Linked DNA regions of Macaca mulatta: region 1 is linked to region 2. The links are chromatin contacts, called in public Hi-C maps. All regions are on one chromosome and are shown on one strand. Each heading gives the region's core, a stretch centred on a gene start, on an enhancer-like site or on the middle of the called end of the contact. The rest is flanking DNA. Distances are from core to core; before and after follow the strand shown.

Region 1 (6,824 bases), core at 2,878-5,377, 91 kb before region 2:
AGACTCCCACGTGGAGGAATCATGTGGGTGCTCCTCCTTCTTCTGCCCACCCTAAGGGGCCTAAAACTAACCACAGCCACTTTTCTACTGAATAGTCATCGGCTCTTAACATGAGGTTTGAGATCAAACGACTTCCCTCCCCAGTAAACTTTTCAGAAACAAATTCCTAGCATTCTAGTTTTCTAAACATTAATTTTAGCAACTATTAACTGCAGCAAACCAAGTTTCAAACATAAAGGACAAAACTCACAGGTAGCGACATAAATGAAAACTTCTGGAGTTTTCCAGGAAATTTCATACTAAACACAACTCTGTACACCAAAACTAGTTTTCAACTGTGCAACTTTTCATTAGGAAGGACCCCGCCCTCAAAAGCTACAATCTGGGCAGATGCTCAAAAGTAACATATGTCACTCACTAGAAGTGTCCTCAGAAGTCAAAGGACCAGAGGACCAGGAGCCTGAATGACTTGACTTTTTGGGGTTTTGCAATTCCAGAATCTGAGCGACTCCTACCGTAAGGAGTCTGAGAGATTCCTGTGGGCTGGGGGCAGCCGGGAGACCAGTGGAAATAGATTCGTAGCCTATTTGAAATTTATATTTAAGGTGGGACTGTCTCTTCGTATCTGTTTCCCGTCTCAAGATAGTGAGCCCTCCAGGGCACAGACGGTGTGTGTGTTTTGGTCACTTCTGCATCCTCAGCAGACGGCAGTCTCCAACACAAGATGCTCCTTAGATAGTCACTGAATACACGAACGGTAAGTGGAAATAATGAGGAAAGACACCAAGGGGCAGCCAGGGCAGCACTGTAAAAACAGAGACAGCTCGGTGTGTGTGTGTGTGTGTGTCCTTGAGTGAGAACTGTGTCTGGGAGGGAGGATCTGAGGAACAGGAGGGTTGCACAGACCTCCCAGTTGAACGGTTTTACAGGGCGGGATCAGGGTGGCGCAATGCACCAGCAGCTGAGATACAGAGTAGGTAGGAGAGCTCCAGCTGAGAAGCTCTTCTGTGAGCCACTTTCCCATCCTTCACTTCTCAACCACGGGAAAGCCTCAGGCTCACCTGGAGGCCTGATAAGCACAGGCGGTTGGGCCCCACCTCCCATATTTCTCCTTCAGCACATCTGGGGAGGGGCCCTCGAATCGGCATTTCCAACAAGCTTTCAGGTGATGCTGGTCTGGGAACCTCACTTTGAGAAACTACCGGTTCTTCTTTCCCTCATCAGGCCATTTCAAGTTTAGGCCAGAGGATATCTTTATTCAGTTAATCTTGATTCCCAAGGCCTTCCTTATTTGTGTCTAATTTAGCAGGGCAAAAAGGAATGAACAGCATTTTTGTGATAGTAACTGACAACTGACATTAGAAAACAAAAGCCTGCATGCAGAGTTAAGATGTCTTAAACTCAATTTTAATGACAAAACTCAGGTTCTCAAACTCCTGTGTCAGATCCTACTGGCCCAGTGGAGCCCAGATTCTCCTTGCTGGGGTCTTAAAGTGATGGCGGTGGGATCTTATCCAAAGCTCAAAAAGGAACTGAAATAGTACTTACGCTTAAAAGAGTAAGTAACAACTCCCACTACTACATTTTGCAAAAAAAAAAAAAAAAAAAAATGCAAACAATTTTTTAAAAGATACATCAGAAAAAGTTATCTTTAGCTCAATGTTTTCCAACTATTTAAAAGCTACACCTCTTTAAAATCTTTTTTTAAAAAAATTACTGTCCTTTAATGTTATTTGAACCGTCAAAATAAATGTTATGAATTTTTAAAGTAAGAGTATTAAATTGACTTTTCCAAATTACCGCTTCTGTCATCCTACCACCACCAACGAAAACCACTGCTTTCACCTGCAGGCTCACCCCAGCCTCTTCAGACATCACAGCATCCTGGCAGCTCCCTCGACAGGCCCTGGGGGCAGTGCGGGGGCTGTAGGAGGCCTGCACAGGGAGCCCTCCTCAGCCCATGAAGACTGGCTTGCTGGGTTTCTCTGTGCCAGTCAAAAAAAGATGCAAAAGTCTTCATAGATGTAAAACTCTGCATTATGTTTTAACTTGATTCATCCCAAATGACTGTCATTAACCCCGGGCAGAAGGAAAACTCTTGACAGACTTTTCTACTCAAGTGTCTGGAGAAAGGGAATGCATGCCACAAAAGGACTTTAAAAGGGGGTCAAAGTTGACAGCTTAGTTCTAAATTCTTAAGAGAGGAAATAATTGGGGAAGGTGTGACTGATCTTGTGACCAAAAAGGAATCAAAGCTTGAGTGGAGACACCTGGTCCTGCACCCCTGGGGCTTGTGCAGCTCGGCACCACCTTGACCCGGTGCGGGGATAGACGGGGAACCCAGGAAAGCATCGCCTTAGAAGCCCAACTGGTTTGTACCTTGTGCACCTTTTCAAGAGCTTTTTCCAATTTCCTTTTGGGAAACAGCAACAACTAGACATTCTGTATGCTCTCTTCTCAAGAGTGCAGCAGGCTTCACAATTAAGTGGTATGTTGTTTTAAAAGTCAGGTAACAAGGCAACACTGAACTCCCGTGTCTGCCGTGGTGTACCGGCGGCCAGTGGGGCGAGCTGGCCATGCTCTGCCGCTCACCTGGGTGGAGAGTGCAGCTGGGGCCTGCCTCGTGATGAGTCACCGGCCTGCACACGCGGGATCCTGCACGGCTCCACATGCATGCTATACTTCAACAGGAATGTTTTCAAAACGCTAGCTAACAGCTCTCAGGAAAAAGGCTCCTAATTCAAAGAAGAGCTTTAACGAGTCGTATCCCTAACCTCATCAGTTACACTGTCCCATATGGCTGCTGGTGTGACCACTGGTTGCTGACGAGTCCAGAGGTGCCAATGCTAACGCTAAAACAAGAAAGATGAGGCCTTTACCCCAATGCCAACGCTCAAAGTAGTGATCTGCCCTCATGCACCCACTTCTTTGTCAGAAAAAAGCTGAGAGAAGACGTGTGGCAATTGTCTTACAAGAAGGCTGGCAGCGGTCCTTCCCTTCCCCTGACATCCTGTGGCACCAAAGCCCACAGCCCTAAGTGGAAACACATTCATTCTGCTGGTGTCTTTTGGCGGTGGTGGTAGAAGGGGTGCCCCTGGTAAAATTAGCTGGGCATGTGGCAGACTTCTGAGCCGAAAAGAGGCTCGAAGTAGGGCCAGGATTGTTTTGAGACAACTTCTGAAACACAGAATATGCTGTTTCTCTTCTCCTCACTCCACAGGCTGGCCTTCCAATGCATTTAGGACCCTGCTTTTGAGGCATCCAAGTGGGAGAGCCTCTGTTCATGACAAAAGGGAACCTCCCACCAGCCTGAGGGTGGGACGCTGAGGACCCCAGTGCTCTGCCTCCAGGCTGCTGTCGTAGTGTGACACAGCAACTTCTGAGCCGGAAGGAGAAGCCCGATCCTAATTGGGGGAAGCTATTTGCTTAGACAACTTTCTACACTTAAAATATTACACCTTAAACAACACACTGGACTAAGAAATCTTGATCATGTCCAGGCTTTTAACACCCTCCTCCCCCAAGGAACAAGAAAACACAGCAGCGAAAACAAAGAGGCTGCCCTGAAAAGGTTGCAGTGGTGGATGATGCTGGCAGAATCAGAAAGGAAGCTAAGAGAAACAGGCACGTCCTCAGCCGGGGCTCGTGTGTCCTGACACTGCAGCAGGCACGGGATGTGGGCTGTCCCCTCCAGCACGGTGCGGGGGGGTGCTGGGGTATCCAAAGAGCAAAAGTAGACCTCGGACCCCAAAACAACTGCGTCTGGCCGAGGGGAGTGGGCAGAAACAGGGGCAAACGTTCCAACAGGGAGAGACCGTCTCTGGCTTATTTACAGACACCGTAAGGATGCCCAAAGACAAGAGGGAGTGTTAGTAACAGAACCCATGAAGTTCTATGGATCGGGATGCTTTAAAACAAAAACAAAAACAAAAACAAAACAACCAAAGCTCATCCAGAATTTGAGGCCCCTGCAGTAACATCCATGCTAATTGGTAAGGAAGACAAGCCTCCCCTAACAAATCGGCAATGTAATTATAAAGCCAGTCACCAGTGCTCCAGCGATATTCTGAACCTGTAACCCGATACCACTGTTTGCTGCCGGCGCCTCCTCCGGGCTCTCCCGCTGCGCACCGGCCGCGCGGGGGCCCGCAGGGCAACGCAACTTAGGCTGTTTGTGCAAGATCAGACCCTGCATTTGACGAAGACCTGCAGGAGCAATCCTGGCTTTCTTGACAGTGGAGAAGAGGGCAGGGGGCGGGGAAGCCTGAGGATACACTGAAATTCGACCAGGAAGTCAAACCCTAAGTAAATTTAAGAAACAACTTTTACTGTTTGGGGTTGTTTTCTGAAGTTCAAATTTTTTAAATCCTAGTTTCTCCTCTCAGATTTTTACATGCTTCTATTAAATTGAAGACAATTTCCAATACTGGAGGTTTGTCAAATATAATCTTTTCTCCTAGTAAAATAATTTTTAAAAATGTTGACAACTGCATTTAGTAAGCAAAATATAGTCAAATTCTGGGAGAGAATGTTTCAAATAATTATTTCTTTAAATTACGGCCTTGTTAGTACACATCTGGAAAGAAAATGGGCTTTTTAGAATATAAATGTCAATGGTATAAAATGTTTCTAATATCCTGTGTCAGTGGTTCCTCTGCCAGCTGGGAATTTTAAGTTTTAATCCCAACTCTTATGAAGCTATGGACACCAATCACCTTCTTCCAAGGACAATGAGAATGCTGTCAATTGTTTTATTTTACCTAAGGATTCTGGCTAAAAGTATGGTACACTCGATTTAAAAAAAAAAAATTAGAAAGAAAAAAGCTTTATTTGTTTTCTCAGTTTTAAGGAATTTTTTTAAAAATTTATAAAGAAAAAGGATTACTTGGGAATGGCACACTTAATTCAAGTAAAAGATTGAGTAGAATTATACAGTTTTTAACCTGAAGTTAACAAAAACATAATATGCTCTGATGCCTGGAATTTGCTTTAAAATACTCCAAAACAAACAAACAAACAAAAACCCCAAAACCTGGCCATGTAGATGAAACGAGATTTGACAAAATGTTGATACCTGCTGAGGCTGGCTGATAAGTACAAGGCAGTGCATTGTACTCTCGCTTTTACTTTTGAGTGTGTTTGGAATTTTCCATAATAAAAAGTTACAAACCACAACACGCCAATACATATTTTTAAAATTAAAACATATAAAATAAGCACAATAAATTACTCACACCCCCAATGAAAACTATTATATTAATTTGATAGGTTTTTTTTTCACACAGAAGAAAGCTATTACTGCTCATGTAAACAAGCACGCCCAATTCAAGTTGGAACTCTTTAAACTCTGCAAGACAGCACATCACATCCAGCCACGAGGGGGCGCAGCCGAGCAGCAAGGAGCGCAGAAGTCTGATTCTTCACTGCAATTTCTACCTACAGCTCTCAAAGTATATACATTTTCAAGATTGTTTTCAAATTCAGGTATCCACAGAACAATGCTAAGCAAGCTGGGAGCTTTTCCAAGGCCAAAATAAATTAAATTATGGTATGGTTCAAACTCTGGAAGTACTGTGTATAGGAAAGGTTGTTTCCCTGTATGCAAAAGTTAACACTGACGTTTCAAAAACCATGGTTAGAATCCCTGGAGGATTCCTGAAATGAGAACAAACACACAACAACAAACACACACCCAAGTCAGGAGATGTGAATGTGGGGAAGCCAACAGTTCAGAATTTCCAGTGGGGCTTCCAACATGGACTCCCAATAAAACAATGAGCCTCAATAAATTAGGCTAAGACTTTTACCAGTATAGATGCCTTTACTAAGCCTACTTGCTACTTCTTAATAACTATAAATTATCTCCATACTGAACAGATACTGCTTCAGGCAGTTATTTGGGAAAACCCTTCAGAAAAGACATTGGGGAGGGGCCATTTAATTATAAAATGTAACACAGTTAACCTTAGGGAGATAATGAAGCAAGATCATTATGTGTAACTACTTGCTGGAATTCTTTCTATTTAAATTACAAGTTCAGGTTATATGATGTTGTACGTTCAATAATAATGCTCATAATAGATGAAATGTTATAATGAGTCTCCCCATTTGAAAATTGGAAAGTATAAACATATCTATATATTATAATCATTTGAATTGTGATGCTACTTCGTAATAATTTGGTGTCAGAATATGATATTTTTAGCATTTTGAATCTAAGGCCTCATTAACATTAGGGTAAGGAATTCTCAGATTTGACAATTTTTCCCATAAGATTACGTGCTTTACTAGTAAAGGCTAGCCAGCATTGCCCAACCCCCATTCTCCAGCATAATGAAAATATTTTTTTTTCCTGTATTTATAATTGCTTGGATGGGATTCTGTTTCAATCCTCCTGTAGCATCTTTTCCCTAAAGATACACCGTTTTTCTCCCTCACGCTAGAGACCCTTAATAAACAATGTCAAGGGGGTGGGGGGCTTAGAGTAGGAAGGAAAGGCTTTGCCAAAAGCATGTGACAGTTTTTGTGTTAGAAAAAAAAAAAAAAAAAAAAAAAACCTCAGGACTCAAGATACATGTAAGTCTTACTAAAACAGGGAAATAGATTTTAGAACAATTCTGTGAGAGATAAAATTACATCTTAGTTAAAACCGAAGGTGGCCTTCTAGGTTTTATTAGTTAGACAACTATTTGCCACTGAATAAAACTAAGGAATAAAAATAAAGTATGCTACTTCAAGAAATGCTTCAATAGAAACGTTTCTTAAAAGTTAAAAATTAAAAACTAGTCATGCCTTCAAATTTGGATGCTTCATTACTACAAAAG
Region 2 (6,204 bases), core at 915-3,414:
TCCTTGAGCTCCTGCATGGCTACTCCCTGCATGAGTAGCTTACCGCATGGCTGCTCCTTGCATGGGCAGCTCCCCGCAAGGCCAGCACAATGCATTGCACAGGCTGCTCTCTGCACGCATCACTCCATGCTCACAGCAGCCCTAGACTTTGAGACTTTAACTGCAGAACAGAAGTGAGAGGCTTTGGCCGGCAGCTGTTACTTGCTCCTTATTCTTTGTCACTCACAGAAAAAAGAGAAAGATGGTAAGAAGGCAGTGACTTGTTTTCTTTGTTTCTTCATAAATGGAGGCTTTGAGAACCTTCTATATACTTTATTCCTTCAGCCTGCTGTCATTTTAAAAACTGGTAGTGTCATCTTTTAAAGGCAAAACATTTTTTTCCATTTAATGCAATAAAATGCAAAATAAATAGCCTTTTAAATTGTTTTACTTTATTCAGTAAGATATATTTCTTTCACCCAAATTTATTTATTTATTTAATTTTTTCTTTTTTTATTTTTTGAGACGGAGTCTTGCTCAATCACCTAGGCTGGAGTGTAATGGTGCAATCTTGGTTCACTGCAACCTCTGCCTCCCAGGTTCAAGTGATTCTCCTGCCTCAGCCTCCTGAGTAGCTGGGACTACAGACACACGCCATCACGCTCAGTTAATTTTTGTATTTTTAGTAGAGACGGGTTTCACCATGTTGGCCAGGCTGGTGTCGAACTCCTGACCTCAGGTGATCCTCCCACTTCAGCCTCCCAAAGTGCTAGAATTACAGGCATGAGCCACCACGCCCAGCCCAAATGTACTCTTTATCTTGGGTATATTTTAGTCACTCTTGTATAGATGCTAGCTTATTGAGGTTGCTAAATAATTAACTTCTGATTATCACAGCTTTATTTAAAACTCATTTCTTTGAGTGCCTGCTATCTGCCAAAGTACATTTTAAAAAGCAGTTTATTTTTTAAAACTACATTTGCTTTTCAGTCAAGGGTAAACTAAAATCAACATAAATTTGTATTCCCTAAACATACACCTCCCAGGTGAGCTGCTCCAAGTTCTGGGCATTCAGCAGAGAAGGTCCCCATACTTCACTATGGATAATCCACACATACCTAAGCACTCTTCCCGCCTATTCTTAATGTCACCCTGAAAAACTAACTCAGTCACAAACAGAAAACCAAAAGCTACCTACAACCTGAAGTATTCCCAAATCAGATATGCAACTATATAAATCATGGAAAGTAATAGTTCTTTTTCTACTTTTTGTAACTGCCTGAAAATAAACCAGAAGTGAGCACATGAGAAAAGACAACTATTTTATATAACAAATAAGTTATATTTTCACCAGTGGCTATTCAACTTTCTCTTCCTCCCCCAATAAAATTCTGATTTCTAACTAATAGAGCAGTCCTTTTATGTTGGTTTTGCCTCTTCCAGTTAACAACACAAAAGAATTACAACCATTCATCCTCTCAATTTTATGTAGCTTTCAGAAGCCAAATGAGCAACAGGATCATCTTGTTAATAAATCTTTCCAATTAAGCTGTGAGTATAGGCTTATGCTAGATTTTTCAAAGGCTCTCTCAGAAGCAGAGGAGTGGGTTACCTTATTGTCTAGGAGTTCCCAAATGCAAAAAGAATGTATCTGATGTTCATGCACAGATGTCTTGACTGGGGAAAAAAAGAAAATTCATAAATCATCAAACCACACATTTTAGATGGGAGAGGAAGTAGCAGAATGGAACAATTAACAGTTACTACTCTACAGAAATTATTTAATATAGTGGAAAGAGAGACAAGGCAGGGCTTAGAAGGCCTGAATTTCAGTCACTCCCCCACCACTTACTAACTTTTTATTCTCTGGACTTGAATTGGCACATTTCTAAGATGGGAACAGCCACAATTCTCTTGCTGATCACACAGATTTGTTGTTGGGATTACATGTGAAAATTCACAGATAAGTACTTTAAAAACAGTTTTAAAGGGCTACTCCAGTGTTTCTGACATTAACAAATTTCTCTGCATTACGTTCACTCAAGCGTGACTGAAGATGATCAAAGCCGGCCCTTCCACAGTTCTGTCAATGGGGAATCTCTGAAGTGGGTCCGCTATCACCACTGCATGGGGTGACGTCAGGCTGTTGTTTACAGGAGAAGAGAGGCTGCCAATTTCCACTGAGCCCAAGACCTCTGTGGCCAGGCTTCTCAGGCTGCACATGAGCAAGAATGGACTCTTTATGTGTGGCATGTGTGGACATGCACCAGTTCACGTTCAGCGGCACTAAAACAACAAAACTGCTTAACTGCTTGGTGTGAGCACAACAGCATGCACTTTGGATCTTATTTCACTTAGAAGACTACGCAAAATTGATCAAAATGCAACTTTCACTTTTGTTACTCTGAAAGTGGGGAAAACCTGTCATTCAGCAACTTTATCCTCAGTTTGATTTTTAAAAAGCATTTTGAAAGCAGAACAGTTGATTCTAGTTTTTACAGAACTCCCCTCAAGCTCTATATTCACTAACAAAAAGAACTATGGACAAAATATTTCAAAGCATAAAATATGTTCAGACTGCAGTAACCAAGTTTTATAGGAACCACTTCATTTTCAGAGTGGTTGCAGTTGCTTCTTCCTATAAGTTCAGGAAGTACTCACTCAAGTACTAACATAGTCTAACTATGGGGAGATATTTTGTTACATTTATTACTATAAAGGGGAAAAATCTGGCTTATTAACATTTGCCCATTCATGAAATTTCCTGGCAGAAATCAGCCTGTTAAATCAAATTTAGAAGGGCAAAAAAGAAAATAGGGGCTGCATTCATTATAATCTTTCTTCAACTATCCATCACCTTCTGGGATAGCAGTCAAATCAGGAATAATATGGGAGCGGATCGTGTTTATAACTGGCAATGAAACTTTACTTCAGACAATAAATCTCGTGTAAATCCTAACACTGGAACACTGAAGAAGAGATGTGGGAAATATTCTTGGTCCCTGGAAATTAGTTTCTTTGGTCCTGTTTTAAGTGTAGCTGAAAAAAGGAGAAACTATGGCTCAGTAATAAAATGAAGCCCAGAAAGAATCCCAAGTTCTGTTTTTGGCTCTGCAGTTGATTACATATAATCCTAGGTCAAACACTTAGCCAAGATAGGCCTTATTCTCAGTGTCTGAGAAATGGTGATGATAATAACAAATATTACTTTTCAATTTTTAGGAAGACATAAGACAAAAAGAAGATAACAAGTGAAAGTTTTATGCAGCATTACCTTACAGGAACTAGAAAAGAACAGAAACATGGACTGGGCATCCAGCCGGACCCTGGCCAACTCCTCTGAGAGCTGTGGAGGAGAACTCACTAAACAAGGGGGAAGTGCCATGAGCACTTCCTTCATTCTATAGTTAGACGTAACAGGAATGTAAAAAGTATGACACCAGTTCAACTTTTTCAGGGTCGGTGCCAGCAAGTAATATTGGCCACATATCCTAAAGACATCAAGAAACCTAGAGGGCTATCTAACGCCAGGGTTCCTCCCCAGCATGAGTGCTAACCCAGATGCCAAACACCTTTGTAGAAAAATCTGGAAGTAGTTTCGGATTATACTTGAAAATGGCTGTCACCAGCTTCATTCCTTTATGTGGTGAAAGATACCTGAATACACGAGTCAATGATGATGTGAAACAAGGATAGCAAAAAGGCAGCAGGCAGGAGCATTAATAGTCTCAGTCAGGAATGCTTTAAATGAGCAGGAATTTTATCGACGGAAAAAAAGCAATGATTAGAGCAGAGCTTCACACATTTGGAGCCAGTACAAAGTTCACGAACTCTATCTTTAAAAGAATAAAACCTCACATAAAGTAAATCAGTCAACTTGTCAGTCAAGGCAATCAGTAAGAATACTAAGAGAAACTGAATTGACAGGAACCCTTATTCTTAATATTTGCCCCGATCCAACTTTTACTTAAAATTCTAAAACTGGCTATTTGGACTTTGCTTTTGTTACCTTTTCTGTTTGTCAAATTGACAGGATCACTAAAAGCAATTATAAATGCACACAGAGAAAATAGGAGGACATGTGAAGAACAGAAATTTATAAGTGGGTTGACCAGGCGCCCGAGTTTCCACTTGACACCCCATGGTGTAACTGCTCGCTGCACTCCAGTACATCAAAGCATCATGTGCTTGATGGTGTGATAGTTAGAAAAGTCATAATACACTTGCTTACTATACGTTTGCTACATAAACTGCCTCTCCAGGAGCACAAAGGGTTCCAAGAACTCACTACACAAATGCTCATAGGTGACTGTAAGCATTGAATCATTTCAGCTTCAAAGACACACCTAATAAAAAGCAGGTGGATCACCTGAGGTCAGGAGTTTGAGACCAGCCTGACCAACATGGAGAAACCCTGTCTCTACCAAAAGTATAAAATTAGCCAGGCGTGGTGGTGCATGCCTGTAATCCCAGCTACTTGGTAGGCTGAGGCAGGAGAATCGCTTGAACCCAGGAGGCGGGGGTTGTGGTGAGCCGAGATAGCACCATTGCACTCCAGCCTGGGCAACAAAAGTGAAACTCCATCTCAAAAAAGAAAAAAAGGAGAAGACTCCATTCCATTTCAGTAACTGACTAAACAAAACAGAGCTTTTCTCTGCCAATAACTTTTTCCTAGTCATAAAAATGCCTATTTTTTCCTCATCATATAATGGTGTAATGAGTTTAAACTGATACCTGCATCTAGCATTCAAAAGTTAAGATTTAAGTATTCCATAGAGAATCTCATTTTGTATTCCCAAGGTGAGAGGTAGGGATACTGTTAGCTGGAATGTCAACAACTTGAACTGAAGAACAACTTAAAAGAGTAATTCTCACACCAACAATGTCAATAAGTGTACGAACAACATAAAGAGAAGCAAAAGAATCTTAAAGAAAAGGCCTCTATTTTAGGAAATGGAAAATCCATGTTTAAAAAACTCCTTATTCACATAATTATTCAATAATAAAAGTCACTGTTTCTCCAAAATACATGAACCTAGGTCACCAGAACAGTTGTCAGAGGCCATATGAACTGATTTGTAGACTGCACAAACAAAAAATGGTGGTAACAAGCATCTCTCCTCCATCATGAAAGTGATCTCTTTTATGCAATGCTTCTTTGTCCATCTCCCTGTCCAATCATCATGTAAGATCAAAACAGAAAAACAAGTAGTCAAATACCTTTATAACTATTAATAACCCTAAATTAGCCCGCATGGAAAAAGTTTCCATTTTTATCATATTGTTCTTAAAATGCCTAAGTACTGCAAAAAATAAATATTCATGACCCATGTCAATCTAGTGTACTTACTATTCAGTAATCACTACACTAGTGATAACGTGAAATTAGTGGCAGTGGAACACAACAATGCTGAGGAGACAAGAGTGTCTTTGTACCACAAGGATTTCATGCTAAGGTAGGAAAGATGGATCCATGACCTGGTACACAATAAAGCTTATGTCTAGGGACTTAGCCAAAGTACAGACAAATTTTCTCCAAGTATAATCTCTTTTCCAAATAGTTTTTAAAAACTATTGTAAATGTATTTTCCTTAGCTGGTCAACAATTTTTCACTGGTCATGCTGCAGTTTTCAGTCAGAATAAGAATTCCTCAAGAAAAAAGAAAACAATAAATGACCTGGAACAATTGCAGTTTGCCCTTAAAATCCATTGCACACAACTTGAAATTGTAGATCTTGCCCATGAGAAGCTCCAAGAGAGTACACAGGAATGACAGAATTAAGAAAGAAGCAAACATAAAGACAAAGCGCTAGCAATTGCTCTATCATTGGAGTATAAACCTTCAGTAATAAGTGGCAGATAACACACTCTGGACTCTTTGTTGCTTTCCAATCCACTGTTAATTAGACTTTTGTTCTATTCTCTCAGGTAGACCAAGAAGTAGGGGCAAGAAACACAGTTAAAACATTTCTCAACAGAGAGGAAAAAGAGAAATTGAGTCAGTCCAACTGCTTAGTCTCAATTGGTTTTTACCTGCTTGATTGTTTGAAGACAAGAATACACCCTGATCCAGCAATGAGTATGGTCAACTGCGCAGCCGTGAATAAACGTTTCCCATACAAGACTTTCACGTCACGGCAAGGCCAGTCCTATTCTAGTTGGGAAATTAAATGTTAGTTTGTTTGAGCTTTTGGATCTTGATCTTGGCTTTCTTTTTTTTTTTT

What was found. A called contact is a pair of places that touch in the nucleus more often than the background predicts.
Region 1: a contact with region 2 is called in a Hi-C map of CD4 T cells, with 3 times the contacts expected there. The contact joins two enhancer-like sites. A contact is called at or near these places in 2 of 14 Hi-C or Micro-C datasets (CD4 T cells and liver).

Annotation. Positions count from the first base shown.
Region 1 is chr13:60,083,459-60,090,282 of T2T-MMU8v2.0, reverse strand. All of the region lies in intron 1 of SERTAD2 (SERTA domain containing 2), which reads right to left. Among named protein-coding and RNA genes, the nearest start is that of SERTAD2, 9.3 kb to the right of the region's middle. Within about 2 kb of position 4,127, at least 17 of the 40 cell types and tissues checked have an H3K27ac peak or open chromatin away from gene starts, as enhancers often do. A contact at or near this core is called in CD4 T cells, where this site is marked.
Region 2 is chr13:59,991,566-59,997,769 of T2T-MMU8v2.0, reverse strand. It overlaps a transcript of SERTAD2 not described here. Among named protein-coding and RNA genes, the nearest start is that of SERTAD2, 83 kb to the left of the region's middle. Within about 2 kb of position 2,164, at least 14 of the 40 cell types and tissues checked have an H3K27ac peak or open chromatin away from gene starts, as enhancers often do. A contact at or near this core is called in CD4 T cells, where this site is marked.